2 separate regions of the Mus musculus genome follow, and region 2 is linked to region 1. Evidence: chromatin contacts called from public HiChIP or PLAC-seq data. All regions are on one chromosome and are shown on one strand. The core of a region is the stretch at or near the end of the contact, and the rest is flanking DNA. Distances in the headings are between cores, read along the strand shown. Region 1 holds the start of Cramp1l (cramped chromatin regulator homolog 1). Region 2 holds the start of Bnip1 (BCL2/adenovirus E1B interacting protein 1).

Region 1 (5,305 bases), core at 717-3,216:
ATACCTCAGTTGAAACTCTAAGTGTCCCATTTCTCTGTTCTTCAAACTTTGAAGCCAGGAATACTTTGGTGGAAGACAATAAGTCAAAGCCAGCCTCTGCCATTCCATCAACAGCCTCCCCAGTCCATAAATTACAAAAGCCAGTTCCTTTGTTCCGTTCCCACTACTTGAGGTGTGGAAATAGAGCAGGAACTTTCTCTGCCTATACTTGAGCTATTGTGCGTAATTTAAAATGGCCATCCATAAAAAACCGTCAGGGACCCTTTGGGAATCTATGTCTCTTGCCCAGAGAAAGGACAATATCACTGCCCTGTATGCTAATATTAAGAGGAAAGCAACAGCCTCCAAGGAATGGAAGGGGGCACGTGCCCCTGCAAGTGCCACCCGAGGAGGTCTTGTCAGACGCCACAGGATAGGTCCCTACCTTTTCCTCGCGGCCCGGAACCGCTGGCACCACCACTGCCCAAAGCACAGGGTGCGTCCTTCCTGGGCCTCTTGCTCTGGGGTCGCACGCTGGACCTTAGGAAATGGTGCTGGTCCTGGGGGCTGCCCTGCGGTGGAGACGGGGTCGGCAGCCCTCTGGGTGGCGCGGGGGCTCCGGAGGCCCGAGGGGTCTGCCCGTCCCTCTTTGTGCTGCTGCTGTCCGCCGCGTCCGCGCCGCCGGGCCCCTCTCCGTCCAGCGACTCCTCATCGGCCGTCCGCTTGCCCAGCTTCTTGAGCCCTTCCTCCCCGCTGCCGGCGTCGCCCAACTTCACTGTCATCCTGCGGCGAGAGAGACGAGGAGCGGTGAGGCGGGCGGCAGGCAGAAGTTTACCGCCGGCCTCCCAACATGGCGGCCGTTGTTTGTTCCAGCGCCGCCCGCCGCCCGCCGCCCGCCCGAGGGCCCACAGAGTGCTGAGCCCGACCGGACCGGGACCCCGCCCCGCCCTTGGATGCCCCTAACCCAGGTAGACCAACACAGCCCGGAGCCACGGAAGGCACGGCAGCATGACCTGGCCTCTGCGCTTTGGGTCCCGCAGTACCGCCGTCCCGCCACCACCTAACCCAAGGAGCCGCAGCTCATGGCCCCCAGCTTGATCCCGCCTCGCTCCCCGCACTGCCCGTGCCTCCCCTCTGCTCCCGAGCCACGCGCGATCAAGCCGCGCACCTGCCTATTGCAACGGCCCGCGCTGCCCTCCGAGCCCCTAGTGCTCCATAGGCCAAAACTGCCGCTCCCTCCAAAGCTGGCATGCAAGAGAGAGACTCTGCACTCCGGAAACCTTCCCAGGAGGGAGATGGCCCGACTACACCTCTCATTCAACAAAGCCTGTTGCATAGAACAGGTTAGAGAACACCGGAAAAGTGACAGCAAACACTGTTATGTTCCAGTCGGATCTTAAGAATAGGAACTGAACTATGTAAACAATTCTGGAAACAACAAAATTCTTGCTTTAACTTCTACCACTGTCATAAGATATCGATAAGCAAAATAATAATTATCTGTAGCTAGGAGAAATTATACTCAGAATAAACTAAAGTTCAGGTACATTCCAACATCTTAAGACAGGCTGTGTACATGATGAAGCAGGACAGAGAAACACTCCGTTCTTTAGCAGACGCTAGGTCCAACATAACTGTTGAAAACATTCCACTTAAAAAGAAAAGCAGACAGAGCAAGGTACCAATGATAACAAAGAAACAGACTGAAGGTAAAGACAGAGATGTAAAACTCGAAGTAACACCATAAAATGGTGCTGCCAAAAACGGTGTGCAATTTTCCTGTTTGGCACTGATCTTTCAAATACTACCTTAAGAAAACCCTGGCACAGAACCACACAAGACACAACCCCACGCTAAATGATTTTATGGCACAAGACTTCGAACCTATTCACTTTTAACCCCCTCACCACGGTTCCCAAAACCCTGTCATTGTGCTAGGGAGCGAAACCCATTCCCAGAACCAGCACTGCCAACAGCACCAAGCAAAATGCATCAATCCAACAGGACCCACTCGCCGGCGCGCTGGGCCCTGTCCCCAGGCACATTCCGGTCGTTCCCCAGAGGCGGTGGACTCCATAGGAGTCCGTCACCGAAACCCGTCACTTCCTGACCGTGGGAGGCGCGGGCACTGTGGGCCTCGTCCCGGCTCCACACCCTTTGTCCCATTTCGGGTGGGAGAAGCTCGCACCTTCCTGAGGAGCTGACCGCTGGCTGCACGCGGCGCAGCCCACGAATACCGCGGCCCCTCCGCGGATCCCGAAGGCTCCCAAGTGCAGCCTACGGTCACCTTTTTCATCCACGCTTCCCGGCAGCCTGGCTCCCGGATCCCGGGCCTCCGCAGAACCGACCGGGCCCGGCAGCTCCGGCTGCGGCGAAGCCGCGACGCCGGGCTGGTGGTCAGGTGTCAGGCGCGGTCACCAAGCACTGTTCCCCTTCGCAAGACCTCTCCGTGGACTGGCGCGCGGCTAACAGGGCTGACGGCACCGGTGCAGCCGCCACTCGCCCTCCCACACCCGGGACGCCGCGCTCTAAACAGTTCCGGCTACGGCGGCCGCCGGGGACCTGAAGTCGGCGCCGGAGCGGGGAGGGGCGAACGTCCCGCAAAAAAGACGAGCACGTCCAGCTTTTCTGCGGGCGCGCCCAACCAGCTAGGCTGCCATTGGTCAGCAGGCGTTACGTGCGCGCGCCCGCACGATGTACAGGGGCGGGCCCGCAACGTGGGGCGTGTTGTGACGGCAACCTCGCGCCCTTGCGGATCATGCGTCTTTTCCGATTGGCCAACCGACAGCCAATAGGATCAGCGTGCTGGCTGTGATTGGCTGAGACTATGTTGACGGATGCGTGAGAAGAAATCACCGCCTCAGCGGGGCGTCTTGAAGCGCGCGGGAACTCGGGTGGGGACTTTGCACTTTGAAAACAGGTTTAAGACCATAAATGTATCGTAGCATAGTCCACTAACACTTTTCCTATTCGAAGCGATAAGGAAATGTGTTTTTAAAACTCTAATGCTTATGCATGTGGCGTTTGAAAAAAGTATCCCAGTTTGCAGGAGGTCCCCGCCTCTGGTTATCCCCTTGGCTCATTGGCGTGGACCGTGCTACTGCGCCTGCTCTTCAGCGACACTCGCCGTTGGCTAACACTGGCTAAAGTGCACACGGTCACCCAGGGAACCCTGTGCCTAGCTGCTGCAAGCCTCTGCTGAGTACCGCTTGCAGCGGTCTCTCGAGGCATCAACGCGCCACGCGCCGGGGCGGTGTCCGGTACTCAGAACGTTCCAGAGAAGCTCTCGAGCCGCGCCTCCCCATCCGATGCAATGCAACTAAGCTCCGCGAGGTGCCGACTGATGGCCTGCGTGGGGTAGGCAGGATGAACTCGGGGAGAAAAGTATTAGGAGCCTTGACGCAGCTTGCCCCGAGTAGCAAATAGATCTGGCCCACCCATCAGCGGAAAACCCAAACTGGTCCTAAAGTGGGCCTAAGACTCAGAGCTGCGCCGGGAGGTACCGACTGTTTTCGGTTCTTTCCGCCGCAAGTCACCAGTGGTCGTTTCGGGAGGCATCGGAGGCGCGGCTGTCCCTCGACTGCTTCCGCTTTCTTTACCGGCGTTGTCCGGGCAACACGGAGGCACAGGGAATCTGGCGAAGTTAGATTCCTATACCTAAGGTGCAGAGGGGTCTGGGGCTGGACCGGGGAGTGGCAAGAGGTGGGATGGGATCGACCTGGGACCTAGAGATGACCTGCCAGGACCCTCTCGGTTCCTCTCTGTGTGCTGGCTTCACATTGTCTCTCTGCACAATCCTAGAGCCCCCTGCTGGACTTTTGAGTTGCGGCGTGAGTCCCCCCCGCCCCCCAATGCATTTAGTATGAAGCTGGGGGAAGACAAAAAAGCCAAAATCCTCTGCTTGGTTAATCTTTGGGTGGCTTGTAAAGATAACATGACCTGAATGGACCACCTTGAACTACACTGTCCTTCAGTAATGTCTACATGATGCAGCTAGTGATCTTATTCTGGCCCAGAGAGCTAAACTTTACATCATTGGTCACTATCCCGAAAGGCTACTTTAGAACCCATCCTCTTGTTGAACAAGAGACTCTAAAAGGAGTATCTTGTCTTTAAGCCTACTTGTTAGTATGACTCCTTGGGCATAATGAATTTGACCTGCTTTCCTAAGAGTTGGCATGATGGAGGCACTCACCTCTGAAAATAATTGAATATAAAAATACTCAGTATAAAAATGAGGATCAGTTGACTGGAAAAAGTGAAATTGGCCTTTTCTTGTTTTATGGCCTACATACTTGAAACTTGTTCCTGATCTAAGGACATTAACAGATTTTTAAATAACTTTTGTGTGTGTGTGTGAGCATCAGCTTCCTAAAGTTGACTTAATATCTTTTTAATTATTTGGCTAATTCTCATTTTAAAGCATAAGTGCTGTGCTCAGAAGTGCCTCATACGTTTAATCCCAGGACTTGGGAGGCAGAGGCAGGCAGATATTTGTGAATTTGAGGCCAGCCTGGTCTACAAAGCAAGTTCTAGGACAGCCAGGGCTACATAGAGAAACCCTGCCTTGAAAAAACAAAACAAATGAATGAAAAAAAAAAAAACCTTAAGCACAAGCGAAAGAAAGAATGAATAGTTAGAACATTGTATAAAATGGACATACTGAAGTTGACATGTTGCCCTTTTTAAAAAAAAAAAAAGAAAAGATTTTTCTTATTTTGAGGCAAGATCTCACTATGTATCTTTGGCTGCCTGGAACTCACTGTAGTAGACCATATTTGCCTCAAACACATAGGGACCTCTGCTTCTTCTGAGCTGGAATTGAAAGCTTGTGCCACCATAGCTGGCTTACTTTTAATGTGTATATGTACAGGCGAGGCCAGTGGGGCATCAGATCCCAGAGGAAGCTGCCTGATGTGAGTGCTGGGAACTGAGCTCATGTATCTGGAAGACTCTCCTAACCACAAAGCCATCTTTCCAGCCCATGCAACAAATTAAATGCAGCCTCTCCCCCATCACTGTCGCTTGGTGGTCCTGACTGTCCTCTACTAAGTCGTAGCTAGAAGACGTTCTTGGGCTTTTTGGTTTCCATGAAGTTGAACGCTGTTTTTCTCTGTAGAGATGTTCTTTGATGGGTAGTTTACTTTTATTTTGTTTTAATGTTTTCTTTGAAAGTATCTGTGTACATTGAAACGATACTTATCGAATGAGAATGATCAAGAATTATTTGAAACACCACCCCCCTCCCCCCGTTTCAGTACTTGCTACTTGCATTCTCTGTTTAGTTCTCTCTTTGATAGCAATGAATTTTACTTCTTTTCCAGCA
Region 2 (5,305 bases), core at 2,092-4,591, 1.8 Mb after region 1:
TCAAAGTGTTGGGTATTCTTAGGAGCTAGGTAAACTAGGTCTTCCATGATATCATCAGTGAGATACATCAACTAGTGAGTTCCTGAATTCCTTTGTTCTTTTTTGGGGGGTGGGGGATCAGGTTCTCTGTGTAACAGTTCTGGCTGTCCGTCCTTCAATTTGCTTTGTTGACCAAGCTGGCCTCAGACTCACAGAGATCTGCCTGCTTCTGCCTCCCAAGTGCTGGGATTAAAGGCATGTACCACAATACATTTTAACTGGTGAATTCTTAAGCAACAGTGCGATGAAGAATTTGAAAGAAAAATATTGAGAAGTTCTGTCCCAATTCAGCTGAAAGATTTAGAATTAGAAGGTAGTAGACGTCCTTACATATGGAGGTGGCACCCCTAAACCTTGCTAGTTGTCTTAATAAGAGCCTCAGCTACTATCAGGCCCAGTGAGGGTGGTGGCCTTGTCCCTTCTACAGAAGAGTCGACAGCACTCAGATGATAGGACAAGCCCTATATCCAGGCAAGGGTAATACAGTTCAGTTCATACTCTAATCTGCCTGAGGCGTTCTGAGGATAATTCATATTTACCTCAGGTTTGCCAGGCCAGTATTTGAAAGAATGCCCATGCAGAGGAAAGCAAGCTGTTTAAAATGTGAAAGTCAAAGATCTGAAGCTAGTCAGTGTAGAGGAGTTCAGAGACAGATACTGAACAAAAGGAGCAAGATTAGAAGGGATTCAGGGCTGGTGCAGGGGGTATGTGACTGCTCCTTCAAGACAGCCTCCAGCTTAGGGTTGTCTTACTGGAACAAAATGGCTTGGAAAGAAGAGAGATGGGGAGCTCCTTGCTTTGACTGCTGCAGACACAGCTGATTGCGTAGAAATTTCCCCAAGAAGGATGATGGGCTAGGATCCAAACACATGAGAACAATTTGTCCAGGGCTGACTGTGGGTTTTCTCCAGTGTCTTCAGTGGGGAGCTTTACCCAGAACATTGCAGTGATTTGAATGGCAACCTAGTTCTTTTAAAAGTTTTTCATCTTAAAATAGTGCTTGAATTAAAGAACAGAAAATGTACTAAATTGAAAGAAAAGTGTACTATGGAGAATACAGAAGAAACTTGAATGAAAACACACACTGGATTCCAGAGCAGGACCTGTCAACAACTTAGGAGTTACTGGCACTGAGTCACATTGAGAATGTGACTCCCATCTTAACAAACAAACCAAGAATATGTTAAAGTAGTGAGAGAAAAATAGGTGGGAAATATGTTGTAGTTGGAAGAGGATAAATCAAGTATTCAATCCTCTATCATACAGAAGTCTCTGTATAGAAACATTCAGAGCGTGAGTAGACGGGCAAGTAGAGTAGAGTTTGAAAGTAGTCTGGAATACACAGAAAAACAGGATGGTCAATGTGGCATCCAGAACCGAAGTGAAACAAACGGGGGGCCCTTTAGTGTTGAAGCCACTAAGTAACCTAGAAAGTGTGAAGCTGGTTCTGCGTCTCACACTGTGAACCACATATATTTCAAAATGGCTAAGCATACAAGTGGGTTTTTAAAGAATAAGCAGTAGACAGACACGCTGATCCTTGTAGAAGAGGAAGGACTTTTTAACATAGACCCAAGTCCAGAGTCATGAAGATCTCCCAATGCTATGCAAAATTATGGAAATTTAAATCCTCTTTAAGGCAAAAAAGCACCATCAGCAAAGTCAGAGTCTACAAATTCTGCAGCTCATGTGAATACTAATCTCAGTCTCATTCATTATGAGAGATGCAAAAGAAAGGAGTTTTTTTGAAAAAGAGACAAAATGATAACACCAGTGTCAGCACACCAAGCTGGTAGGGCTATAAGGAAATAGGCATTTCCACAGTTTTGCTCATGCAGTGTAAACTGATATAACCAGTATGACGAAACAGGCTTCACACCACAGTCCTGGCTGGCTTGGAACTCATGGGGATCTCCCTGCCTCTACCCCTTGAGTGCTGGGATAAAGTCATATGCTACCACACCCAGATAAAAAGGATATAGGAAAGCTTGTGTGGAGCTAAAATGCATGTCTAGTAGCTGCGGTGTTAATCAGTGCCTGTAATTCCAGCAGTTCTAGGTCATCCTTGGCTACATAGGTAGCTGGGAACCAGCTTGGGCTCTGTGAGACCCTGCCTCAGAAAAGCAAAGAAAATACTTAGGGCCTTTCACCTGTCCCGTGTGTTCTGTCATCGTCCTCCACCCCCTCTTCCTTCCACTTCTATAGCCTAACAAATCAAGTGCAGCTGCTGGGCAGAAGCATTTCATAGAAAATGGCCGCACGTAGGGAAGTAACTCCCAGAGTGTTTCTTAACAGTACATGTATAGCAACTAGTGAGCACTGAGTTCAATGCTACATTATCAACACCTCATTCCATCCTCTAGGTGACCTAACTTAGGAGTGATGCTACTGAGGAAACTGATTACAAGCCTGGAATCCAGGCCTTTGATACTTGCAGCCAGCTACTGAGCACCTTTTAGGAAGTGGGTGGTACAGGGTGCTTTGGGACAGGTAGGCGTGGAGACTGGGGGCTGTGTGTGCAGTTTGAGAAAAACATTTTAAAAAGAGGGAACCCATATCCAAGACGACAGAGCCTGGAGAATCCCGGAGGGTGGGGGAAAAGTGTCCAGTGGTGTTGAGGGCTTAAGAAATAATAATTTTAAAAAACACTACCCTTCTTTGAGGTTTGCACTGACATTGTTTCTATCACACCACACAGTCAGAACTACTCCTATGAGATACTTGGAATCCAATTCTACACAAAGGGCAGGACCAGAGCCATAGAAATGTGTAAGGACAACAATGCAGGATCATGGTTGTACTAATGGAGGTGCCCCAGTGACCTGTATTTAAGTCTGCACCTTTACAAGTTTTGTGTCTTCCTCCATAATGCATACCTACTGTATACATTTTGCTTTAAATTTTAAAGAAAAAAAATGTAACTTTGGTGACATCCGAATTGATCCTTTTTTTTTTTCCATCCAAAAGGTCACTAGAATAGCGGGTTGTTGTTGTATCTCTAGTACTGGGAACAAACCTGAAGGCCATGTGGCATGCCAGCCTATCATCACCTGAGTTGTATTTTCCCCTCCCCCCCACCCCAACTCTAATGGTTCTTCATAATCACATTCCACTTTTCCGTTTAGTAGGAGCAGACCAGAGAAGCTGTGCGTGTTCTACGTGACAAGAAAAGTTTCAGGTCTGGACTCTTGACCTGGTTTGATCCACACGGGGTCTCCCGCAGCATCACATTTGAAGAAGTACGGAAAGGCGGGCAGGAGCCACGTGAACGCGTTCAAGCTTGGCTGCTGCCGCTCGCCGTAGCCGCATTTCCAACATGGCGGCTCCCCAGGATGTCCACGTCCGGATCTGTAACCAAGAGATTGTCAAATTCGACCTAGAGGTGAAGGCGCTTATCCAGGTACAAATTCTTAGGCTCCTGTCCGGCTCTCGATGGCCGCCTTGACATCTTCCAGAATATTCGCGCCTGGTCCGGTTCCAGGATGGCTCCTAAGGCACCATTCGGTCGGTTCCCCGAGATCACTGACCTTCAGGCTTTTCTTTTGTGAACTGTTGGTTTGCCCACCCCTGAGTTACCCTAACACGCCGCTCCCTTTCCTTGGACTGCAGCCGTGCTGGGCTAGCCCGCCCACCCGCATTCTCGGCTGTAGCCCCGCCCCACCCCTCGCCCTGCTCGCCTCCCACGCCCACTTCCCTAAGTTAGGGACCCTGAGGCACCCAAAGCCACCTGGCCCGACAGTCCCTGCCCGAAGCTAACTAAGTTAACCTGGGACGTGGTTGTAATTTTTTGAACAAAGAATTCAAATATTGTGCAAGATCCTGGGTCAGAAGGCAGGCAGTGCCAGTATTAGGACCTGGATGGGGAAAGCCAGCCTAGGAAAATCATTTTAGAGCTTCCCTACCCGGAAACAGACTGGAAAATGAGGCGCTTATCTGGAAGCAGGTCTTAAGTAGGAGACAGTAGTGCAGGAACACAAGCAAGAACAGGGAATGTAGAAATGGCTCCAGAGTTTGGCAAAAAGAACCCAACCGGCTCAGAATACAAGCTGTGACAGCAAATAAGGAAAGGGTAGGGGTGTGACTCCGCTGGTGAGGACTTTGCCCAGCACTGGGTTCGCCATCCCCAGTGCTGCATAAATGGGCTGTGCCTAGCTGTTGGGGTAAGCTTGGCTTTACTAGCCCCTATAAAAAGGAGCATGGAGAGTAGTGCTCTCTGGTAAGCCAGATGTACACTCTGCCACATTAGCAGTTTATCCTGTGCTGTGAGGAAGTGTTGATTTTGTGAGTAAGCTAGAGAACAGGTAAAGAAACGCCGCAAACTTTACTCCTGAGATGTGCAAACAAAAAAAATGGGCCAATTCTAGAAAAATAAACAAGATTTATACAAGTGAGATTACCAGAGGCTGGGGGTAAATTTAGCTCAGAGTAGAGTTAAAGTTTAGCCATGTGCAAGGCTCTAGTTTCAGTCCTCAGAATGCACATGTAAATACATATACATACATAACACAGAGTTGCTAGGGTAGTGGCTCTAGCACTTGGGAGGCATAAGCAGGACCATCATGCATTTGAGGCCAGCCTGTACTACATAGAGTCTTCAAAAAAACAAAACAAAAAAACCCTTATATCCAAAATTTGAAAAGTTGGGTTTTCATATTATATCATAATATAAAATTATGTAATAGCATCATAATACTTCATATTATCATAGTTTCCTGTTAGGTAGGCCTCTGGTGACATATGTGTTTTGGGTTCTTATGGTTACTAGTGAGTAAGCATAGCCCCATACATTGTATTCTTTCAGTGTTCCAGCTATTCTGCTAAGTGTTCTACACAGAGAAATACCATCTTGACGTAGGTAAGGTGAAGAAATGGAGGCACAGAGAACTGAAGTTTTCCAAGACTGCACTAATAAATTGCTATACGCAGGATTTGAATATATGTAGCTTAAGTCTAGAACCTGCTCTAAAATTTGGCTCTCATAATTCTGACTTTCTTTCCAGAAGCAAATTCTCAGTTCATCTTTAAACGTTTTTGACTTGCGACAGATGGTTTGTAAAAATCAGACTAAATTAACTTTGTTACAGGTCACTAGGGATTTAGTTGGAAGGATCTGAACTTACAGTATTTTTTAGATGTCTATTTCTGTTGAACATGGAAGCTGTTTAAGCCTTTCCTAGTGGCACTTTGTTAAACATCTAAGACGAGGTTGAGGTTTACCTATCTACACACACAATGCATATGGAGTCTATGTGCATGCAGGGGTGTG

The links. HiChIP or PLAC-seq counts read pairs in DNA pulled down with a chosen protein or histone mark.
Region 2: an H3K27ac HiChIP or PLAC-seq map of microglia shows a contact between it and region 1, with 6 times the contacts expected there. The contact joins the promoter of Bnip1 here to the promoter of Cramp1l in region 1. A contact is called at or near these places in 1 of 39 promoter capture datasets (liver) and 1 of 115 datasets of contacts at active chromatin or transcription factors (microglia).

The regions. Positions count from the first base shown.
Region 1 is chr17:25,013,264-25,018,568 of GRCm38.p6, forward strand. It overlaps Cramp1l (cramped chromatin regulator homolog 1), which reads right to left and starts at 1,967. Exons shown (of 21, transcript NM_020608.3): 1 at 1,864-1,967; 2 at 425-762. The coding sequence starts at 761. It overlaps Ift140 (intraflagellar transport 140), which reads left to right and starts at 2,823. Exons shown (of 30, transcript NM_134126.3): 1 at 2,823-3,641.
Region 2 is chr17:26,777,738-26,783,042 of GRCm38.p6, forward strand. It overlaps Bnip1 (BCL2/adenovirus E1B interacting protein 1), which reads left to right and starts at 3,342. Exons shown (of 6, transcript NM_172149.5): 1 at 3,342-3,439. The coding sequence starts at 3,356.